Regions from separate parts of the Gossypium arboreum genome. Here region 1 is linked to region 2. A link is a contact called in public Hi-C data. All regions are on one chromosome and are shown on one strand. The core of a region is the stretch at or near the end of the contact, and the rest is flanking DNA. Distances in the headings are between cores, read along the strand shown.

The links. A called contact is a pair of places that touch in the nucleus more often than the background predicts.
Region 1: a Hi-C map of leaf shows a contact between it and region 2, with 3 times the contacts expected there. The contact joins the promoter of LOC108467168 here to the promoter of LOC108459346 in region 2. A contact is called at or near these places in 2 of 5 Hi-C or Micro-C datasets (both in leaf).

Annotation. Positions count from the first base shown.
Region 1 is chr2:67,448,806-67,453,036 of ASM2569848v2, reverse strand. It overlaps LOC108467168 (histidine kinase 3-like), which reads right to left and starts at 2,074. Exons shown (of 11, transcript XM_017767718.2): 1 at 925-2,074; 2 at 445-726; 3 at 73-242. The coding sequence starts at 1,413.
Region 2 is chr2:66,543,252-66,547,578 of ASM2569848v2, reverse strand. It overlaps LOC108459346 (non-specific lipid transfer protein GPI-anchored 1), which reads right to left and starts at 1,623. Exons shown (of 2, transcript XM_017758705.2): 1 at 969-1,623; 2 at 445-885. The coding sequence starts at 1,308. The coding sequence ends at 659. LOC108458181 (YTH domain-containing protein ECT2-like) reads left to right here. Exons shown (of 8, transcript XM_053024888.1): 8 at 1-114.

The DNA of each region.
Region 1 (4,231 bases), core at 825-3,324, 910 kb before region 2:
TCCCATTAATTTTTATAAAAGGAGGAGACATTTGTTGGACATTCCTACTTTTTGTTCATACTGAAAACATACCCGTCAGTAGCTTGAATCCTCTCAGTAGGAGTTGCATTCAAGGGCAGATCCCTCTTGTAGACCGCAAATGTCAAAATAACTCCAAGACGATTTGTTTTGAGTAGCCTAAATGGAGCTGTTAGCACCCCTTTTCCTGATTTTCTTGCACACAATACATTCTTGCTATCCTCCTATCAGTACACAAGAAATTCAGTATTCATAACTGAAGTGTGTAATTAATAATGAATTCAAAATTCTTGAGAGATTGAAAATATTTTATTCCTCCTAACTGGAAAGTAGTACAATTAAATCTTCAGTCGAGTTAAGCTTAATACAAGTGATCCAAGGAATCTTGGGTTTCTCAATAAGCTTTTAGATAGTAAAAGAGCTAACCTGTCCTGACAGCATATCAAGAGAAACCACATGTGATACGATATCCTGCGCAAAGATAACAGGAGCATATTCTTCCTGAATTGGCGATGGCTCTAAGAGGTCAGGATTGTAGTCATCCTTATGAACTGGGTTTTGTTCAAGGGTATCCATCCTCTTAATAGTCCAGCCCTGTTGCTTCTCAAATTGTTCCCTTTCCGAGTGGAGCACCCTTACAGCATAAGCCACGCCACTTGTAAGAGGTCTCTCAAAAGCAGTTCGTTCCGTATACCTCGCAAAAGTCCTCTAGATGTGATTAAAGTGAGTTCCCTTTGTTATCCAAAAAAAGAAGGATCATAATTCCTAACTACAAACACTCAGACCTGGTTTGGCTATCAAGTTGACAAGATCATTACTTGATAAACCGATCCTGATCAATAAAGCAAAGGAAATGCATAATCATCTATCTTAACTAAAAGTTACAAGATGAGGATATTAACTTACCTGATCAATAGCCGAGGGGGTTTTGCCATGGTGGAAAGTTGAGATAAAAATGGAGATGGCCTGGATATGGTTCATGCTTACATTAAACTGATCCTGCAGCATCCTAGCTCTCTCATCACACATGCTAGCCAATGTCTCCTTCCTCTTTTCGGTAGCTTGAAAGCTCATATAATAGAGTATAGAAATAGAAGCCAAAATCCAACCAATTATCCATGAAAACAAGAGCTTTCTCCACCAAGTCTTGCTAATTCTCTTGGAACCCACATACTGGTAATATTGATGGTGGATGTTGAAGCTATAGTTTGAGAACTTGTCCCAGAATTTCAACCACATCTTACTACCACTATGACCAAGGAGAACTGTCTCAGCGTCCTTAAATTCACCATTAATGAACCAGTTCATGGAAATCATAGATGCTACCCAGCAACATAACATCCAAAGCAGATGCCCCACCTTTAAACCAAACCCAAATACATGGAGCAAACTCATCCAAGAAACAGTGACCAATTGTGGGTCTTACTTCCTTCTTAATTCCAGCTAAAGACAGAGACCCACTGTCAAATCTATAGAAACTGTGTAGTAAAATTCTGCATCAACAGAAAAGAACCTTGGGATAAGATGAACCCTCTCCCAGCAAACTCCAAATTTACCATGTGACAGACTGTAAGGCCTTGGACCGTGAGGGAAAGAAAAAAAGATGCTATCTTATCCAGCAATATAGCTTTCTAACTGAGGATGGCAAAATAGAAAACCCAGAATTGAGAAAGATAAAAGGAAATTTTTTCACAATAACCACAAAAAAGAATCAAAACCCCCCACAAGATTCTGAGTTTCTAATTACAAACACGAATTATATATTATACTACTGCAACACTGTAGTGCCGGTACTACCAGTATATTTTATTAATTTTTGTCTTTAAATATAAAATAATATAACAAATGAGAAATTTTCTTTTTGCTTTTTTTGTCTAAGTGTACAACTTCTACACGCTTTTAACTCTCTATTCTCGGGTTGGCTGTACTTTATGATAACAAAAGTACCCTTTGCTGCTCTGCATGAAAACAAATTTCTATACCAATTAACATAATTTCTTTTTCTTTTTTATTCGACTTTTGTACCCATTTTTGAGATTAGGAGCCCTCTAATTTTTCGAAGTTGTCAAAAACATTAGATCAAGAAGACGATAGAGTTTTTAAGAACTTGCTTCATTGAATTAAAGGTAGCAATAATTCCTATTTTGGATTATTGAATTTAGGGTATACTAAACATACAACTCGGATTCTTTCATACGGTAAATATTATTTTTCTATTAAAATTATCTGATTAAAAATATCAAAAAATTGTTCTATAATAACAAAATTTAGTCATTAATTTTTATACCCTATTTTTAATTTAGCATATACTTTTTATTTGAAGCAAAATAACCCTTAATTTTTAGTACTATTTTATCTTATTATCACATCTATGTTTTATTTTTAAATTTAGAACTTCTTTTATAATCTTTTGACACTTTTTTTTATAATTTTTGGAATCATAATTTTTAGCTTAAAATATGCCATAATTATCTCTAATATTTATAAATTTAGAATTTAATCCCTATACTTTTAAATTTTAAAATTTAAGTCTAATTATTGAAATTATTAAAATTATTGTGTTAAATTTAGATTCATTAGAATGTTATTTTTAGTTACATTGCAATCAAGTGAATATTTTATTTCAAAATGTCACATTAATAAATTTAACAAAACAATTAATATAATTAACAATTGAATCTAAATTTTAAAATCTAAAAATAAAAGATCAAACTCTTAAGAATAAAATACAAAACTAAATTTCAATTTTATGAACAACACAAGTCTTTAACCTAATTTTTACTAATGCTCTACGATATTTTAGAATTTTTGTTGTAATAAAATATAGATAAAGTAGTGTCATGTAAATGATAAAAGTTGATAGTAAATTGCTAGATGGTTAATTTAGTTCAAACAAAAGAGTAGGGAAAAATCAATGAATGTGTAAAAATTAATGGCTAAATTTATTGTTATGTTTTATATATAAAATGCCAAAATAAACATTTAATAGCATAAATTTAAATTTAATGAAAGAATGAAATATATAAAGACTAATTTACCCATTGTTATCTTGAATTAAGTATTAATTTTATATGTATATCATAAACTTTTAATTTATCTAATTATATTTTTTTTGGTTAAAATGTGCCAATAGTCCTTGTACCTTTCAAAATTAGGAATTTTGTCATTATACTTGTATTTATAGAAATTTAGTCTTTTACTTTTCGATTTCAAATTTTAGATCCAAATATTAATACTGTTAATTTTTTTAGGTTAAATTTATTATTGTGACATTTTAAAATAAAAAAGTACTCACTTAGTAGCCATGTTATTAAAAAAGAATGTAATTAACTTGAATTCAACTAAAAAATTAATCAGATTATCAGTTGGACTTGAATTTTAAAATTTAAAAATAGATAGAATAAATTTCTGAAAATACAAGTACAAAAACTAAATTTCAAATTCAATTACAATTACATGTTTAAAGAATCACAAGTATTAAATTATTACAACATAAATTGTATAAAGAATTAAAAGTAGAATCAAACTATTACAATACGATCGGACTAAGAATTAATACAATAGAAACTAAAATTAATTCTTATTTAATTATATAATTGTGAATGATAGATGTTAAACTTAAATATTTAATACACTAACCCTTCGCTTTTGTGAATAGAAATACATGCATATTTGACTTTTTAAAATATAAACTAATTTTGGTGGATTGGATTGGAAATGAAAGACATAATAGTTGTTGTGGCTAAAGGAGAAAGAGAATGTAGGGAGACCACAGGGCTGTGTTAAGTTTCCAGCTTCGGAAACATGCTCAATCATCATTCTTCAAATTTTTCTCTCCTCTCAAATGAAGATGGATTAATAAATAACAAATTCTAATGATTGTTGGCAAAACAGTAATTAAGTGTAGAAAGCAGTGGCGAAGAGAAGGGCGGCAATGTCAGGAAAGTTGATTAGACCATCACTAATTCACTACTCCATTTTCCGAAAGCGATGTCCCACGTCAACGCACCGCTTCTCTATTCTACTTTTCCTTTATCCAATCATCCTCCACTGCGTGTCGTTTCTGTAAGGGGTCTTCGTCTTATTACGTGGCACCCGTGGGGTTTCATTTATTACACCCGTCTATCTGCCTGCCACGTTCTACGTTAAAAGTTGGAGTAAAAAGCTCGCTTCATATAAGAACAAAAATATCAAAATATAGTTCTTAAAAAAA
Region 2 (4,327 bases), core at 374-2,873:
GTAAAATGTTAGTGACTAAAATTAGCAAAAAGAAAAAAGAAAAAGAGATGTATATTATACAAATCCAAAATAGAAAATAAAAAATATGATCTGGCCAACCACGTTGGAATTCAATCGGCTAATATACCCATAGTGGGTAATTTTTTTATTAAAATGAAAATTTATGATAATTGAGTGATTAGGTATAACTTATCTAAAAATTATGAATTTATTATAAATTAATAAATTGAACTAAAACCATTTTAATTTAGAAAAATCATAGTAAAATCCAACAAAATACTATAGTTGATATCCATTTTCTTTTCTTTCTCAATCACGGATGACATATGTTTATACATTCATTCAATCTAAATATAAAAAATAGAGATTTAGAACATATTAATCCGAAAATAATTAACCACCGTAAATCGCAGAATATGTACTAATATACTAAGTATCAGAATATTCAAACAATCACCCAAGTCGAATTATTATTAAAAAAAAAAAATCATGAAACAAGTACCTAGAGTTAACATCTCCCCTAAATATGATGATTGAAGTTAAGAAAGTAAGTACAAGAATGGTAAAATCATGTTGCAGGTGCAGCTGAAACAAAACACGAAAACAAAAGGAATTTCAAGCATTTTTAGTTCACTCCCATCCCATGCATGCACACCGCCTAAAACAGGGAAGCCAATCCCGGTGGGAGTGCATACAAAAATGATGCCGATGCAACCAGTAACGTGAAACCAACCAAGTGAGCAGTTTCTAACTTTGTTCCACCGGAGTTATTATCAGCATTCTCTGAAGCACTTGACGGTGTCCCGGTGGATGGCGTCGTCGGTGTTGAGGAAGAATTTGTAAATATAGCCGCGTCTGGTGAGTTTGGTGCTAATCCAAGAAGCTCTATTCATTCATTCCAAACACAACATGCACTAATTTTATTACATATCAAAGCAAAAGGAGAGAAAAGAGAGGTTACTACTTACTTGGGCAGTCAGTGACGCTAGCGTTCTTCAACTGGCAAGCAGAAGGAAGTTGAAGAAGCTTATCTTGCTGAACGCCTAAGCTCTTAAGATTCTGAGCCCCGGATGCCTGGGTCTGCTGAAGAATATAACACAAACACTTTGGTTCTTCTTCTTTTATACTCGAAACCGAACTGCAACACTCCTTTGAAGGTTTCTCCATCTTCCCTTGCGCAAAGCTCAAACAAGTCATCACGCTCTGTAAATCTTTGCTGCACTCTTTGGCTAACCCACTCTCATCACCCGCACCAACCACCACCACCAAACTCATCATCATCACCTTCACTGCCCAACCCTTTCCCATTGTTTGAGTTCAGAGTCTTCTTCACACAAAAATATCTTGGAACTACCTATGAATGCGTATATTTATGGAAGACTGAAATTTTAGGGTTTAGTATTAATGATGTGCATTTGAATGGAAAGAGAGGATTGTTTGTGGAGCGTTGATATGTCACACCTGATGTGGAATCAGCTGTGGTGATGTTAAGATATAAATGGAGGCCCCCTCTCATTAGTTGGGCGGCAAGCAGAGTAAGGTAGGGAGTGACAAGTTGTTGGTTTTACAAAGAGGAGTTTAAATGAGGTTGCGCTGGGCAGCCAACCGTGGTGACAATTGGTTGGTAAATTAATTAGAAATTTTATTTTAACATAGGAAAGTTTTAAACGTTTGCGGTTTGGAAATTGGAACTTCATTAATTATATAGGTTAGTGTGCTTAAAATTGGGAGCTGGATACTTAATTTAAATTGAGTCAAATATTTATTGCCACCTTAAAATATATAAATAAGATTAAGAATTAAGATTAAACAAGAAATGAATTATAGGTTTTATGGTTAAAGTGCTAGAATACTTTTCTAGACCCAAATTTAAGTGCCTATCTTTTCAATTTTTTTTTTTTTTTTTATTTTCGGCAATTTTGAGTAAACTACTTGTGTCGCACCTATGGTTTACTAACCCTAGATATGTAATCAATTCTTTCTCCTATTTTGGTTTTCACTTTGCCCATTTTTCAAATTCTTTTTTTTTTCTTTCATTCTTGCACCATATTTTCAATCTTTGGACTGTTGATTCTTTTTCTTTCATTATTGAATTGTTCCCCAGTCCTTTAATTTCTATTGGTATTCAGAATTGTCGTTAATAACATTTGATATTTTTGCCAAAAATGGTAAGTACACTTCATTTCAATGATTAAAATTGTAATTTTTTGATTTAAATGATTAAATTTCATAATTTTTTGATTTAATTAATTGATTTTTCGAATCTTGCCAAATCTTTGATAATATTGTTAAAATCTTGATATCAACCGTTAATTCATGTGTATTTATTGTTGAAGGATCGAACTAGGTAAAAATAATCTGAATTAATATGTACAAATATAAATATAATAAAATTATATAATAATATAATAAGATTTTTATAGATATATAATATTTTAAATATGATAGATATAATCAAACATCCTGTTCCAATAATAAATGGAAACAATTATGTTTGGTTTTTTATCTGTGTAAATTTTTATTTGTAATGGTTATACTGATTCATATATGTTAGTATAAAATTTTAATATTTTAAATTAAAATTTAATTTTGTATCTTAATTATTTTACTTTTTATATAACATTAAAATTAAAATATAATCACTTAATTAATTATTAAACATAATTAATATTTTTATACAAATAATTGTATATATATGTATATATATGCAATTGAGCTATATTTATATATAAAAGAATTTTTTAAAATACAAATAAATTCAAAATGATAATATTAAAACACACTGATTCTGATGTCTACGGGGATAAAACAAAAATGACACATTTATGTATAGGGTGGAAAGTAAAGGGTAATTACCCTAGGATCAAAATGTAGGTCAGTCTCATTTATAAGCTCCCATTATTGAAAATGGATGAGGTGAGTGTCCTTTCTGTTTTATAAGTTCAATGGCCTTAACGAAAGAGATAAATCTTATCTTAACATGATAGATGAGTTAATAGGATTAAGTATAAGCATTATATTGAATCGAGTGAAAATTTTTAAATTAATTGAGTTGATAAGTCTTATTTTATTATTTTAATTTGATTTGAATTTTTCAATTAAGTCGAGTAAAATGAAATTCAAGTCAAGTCAAACTGAATCGAGTAAAATTATTTTAGTTAAATTAAAAATTAAAAATTAAAATCTTATTCTAGTATAATTAATTTCATGTTAGACTATATAAATTTGAAACCATGTATATTTCAGAACTTTTCAAAGCAAAATAAGAAAAAATACTTTAGTATAACTTGAATCATTAATTAATTAATTTAGGTTCCAAAATTATTATTTTAGAAAATTTTAAAAATTTAACTTTTTTATATACTCTTTAGAATTTTTTAAAATTTTTATAATTTTTTAAAATATAAATTTTGGAACTTTTATAAAATTTTGAATTTTTGAAAAATATGTTGAATTTTTTAAAATTTTTGTTGAGAGAGACCAATTTTTAAAAATTCCTTTGTACATATCGTCCCACCCTATGCAATGTAATATGACATGTTTAAAACAGATCAATACAGTAGCATTTAATATGCTTTTGACAGAACAATGAGGTAGCAATCATTATGCTTATAACAATTCGATACAGTGGCAGATATTATGCTTAAAATAGATCGATTCAGTAACAAAAAGGCATGCTTATCATGTGTTCAGTTTAATGGTAACATAAGGTAGGTTGTACGTACAATCACAAATACAGACACCATAGGCATGTATATTTCATTAAAAATTCATGCAAATATATAATTTTAATTCAGTAAATCAATTCAAGGATTCTAACATTATTCATATTACCAGGGACTTAATTGAATAAAATAAGACACTAAAAATAGTTTAGGAACCATTCAAAGACTAAATTGAACAAATCATAAAAGTTTTGAGCGAAATTGTAAAACATGGGGCACATGGCAGTGTGGCCAGGTCATGTGGAATGTTATAGACTGTGTAGATGGGTTATACGGCCGTGTGACTAGGTCGCGTAACAGACTGTAGGCATGTGAAAATTTCAAAATCAAGCTATAGGGGAGACAAGATCATGTGGAAAGCTGTGTGAAGGGTTCTTAGTCATGTGAAATTTGAATTACCCTAGGGTTTTAGAGGCACGTGATCGTGTGAGGGGTCGTGTGGTCCACATGCCCGTGTGACAGATTGTGTGACCCTAATCCTAGGCACAATTTGCCCTGATTTGCTTGTAAAAAAACACATACCTGTCACCAGGATCCTGAATGACGTTCTTCGTGATTAAGAATGGTTTGTTTCACCTAAATCAAGTCCTTGAACGACAAAT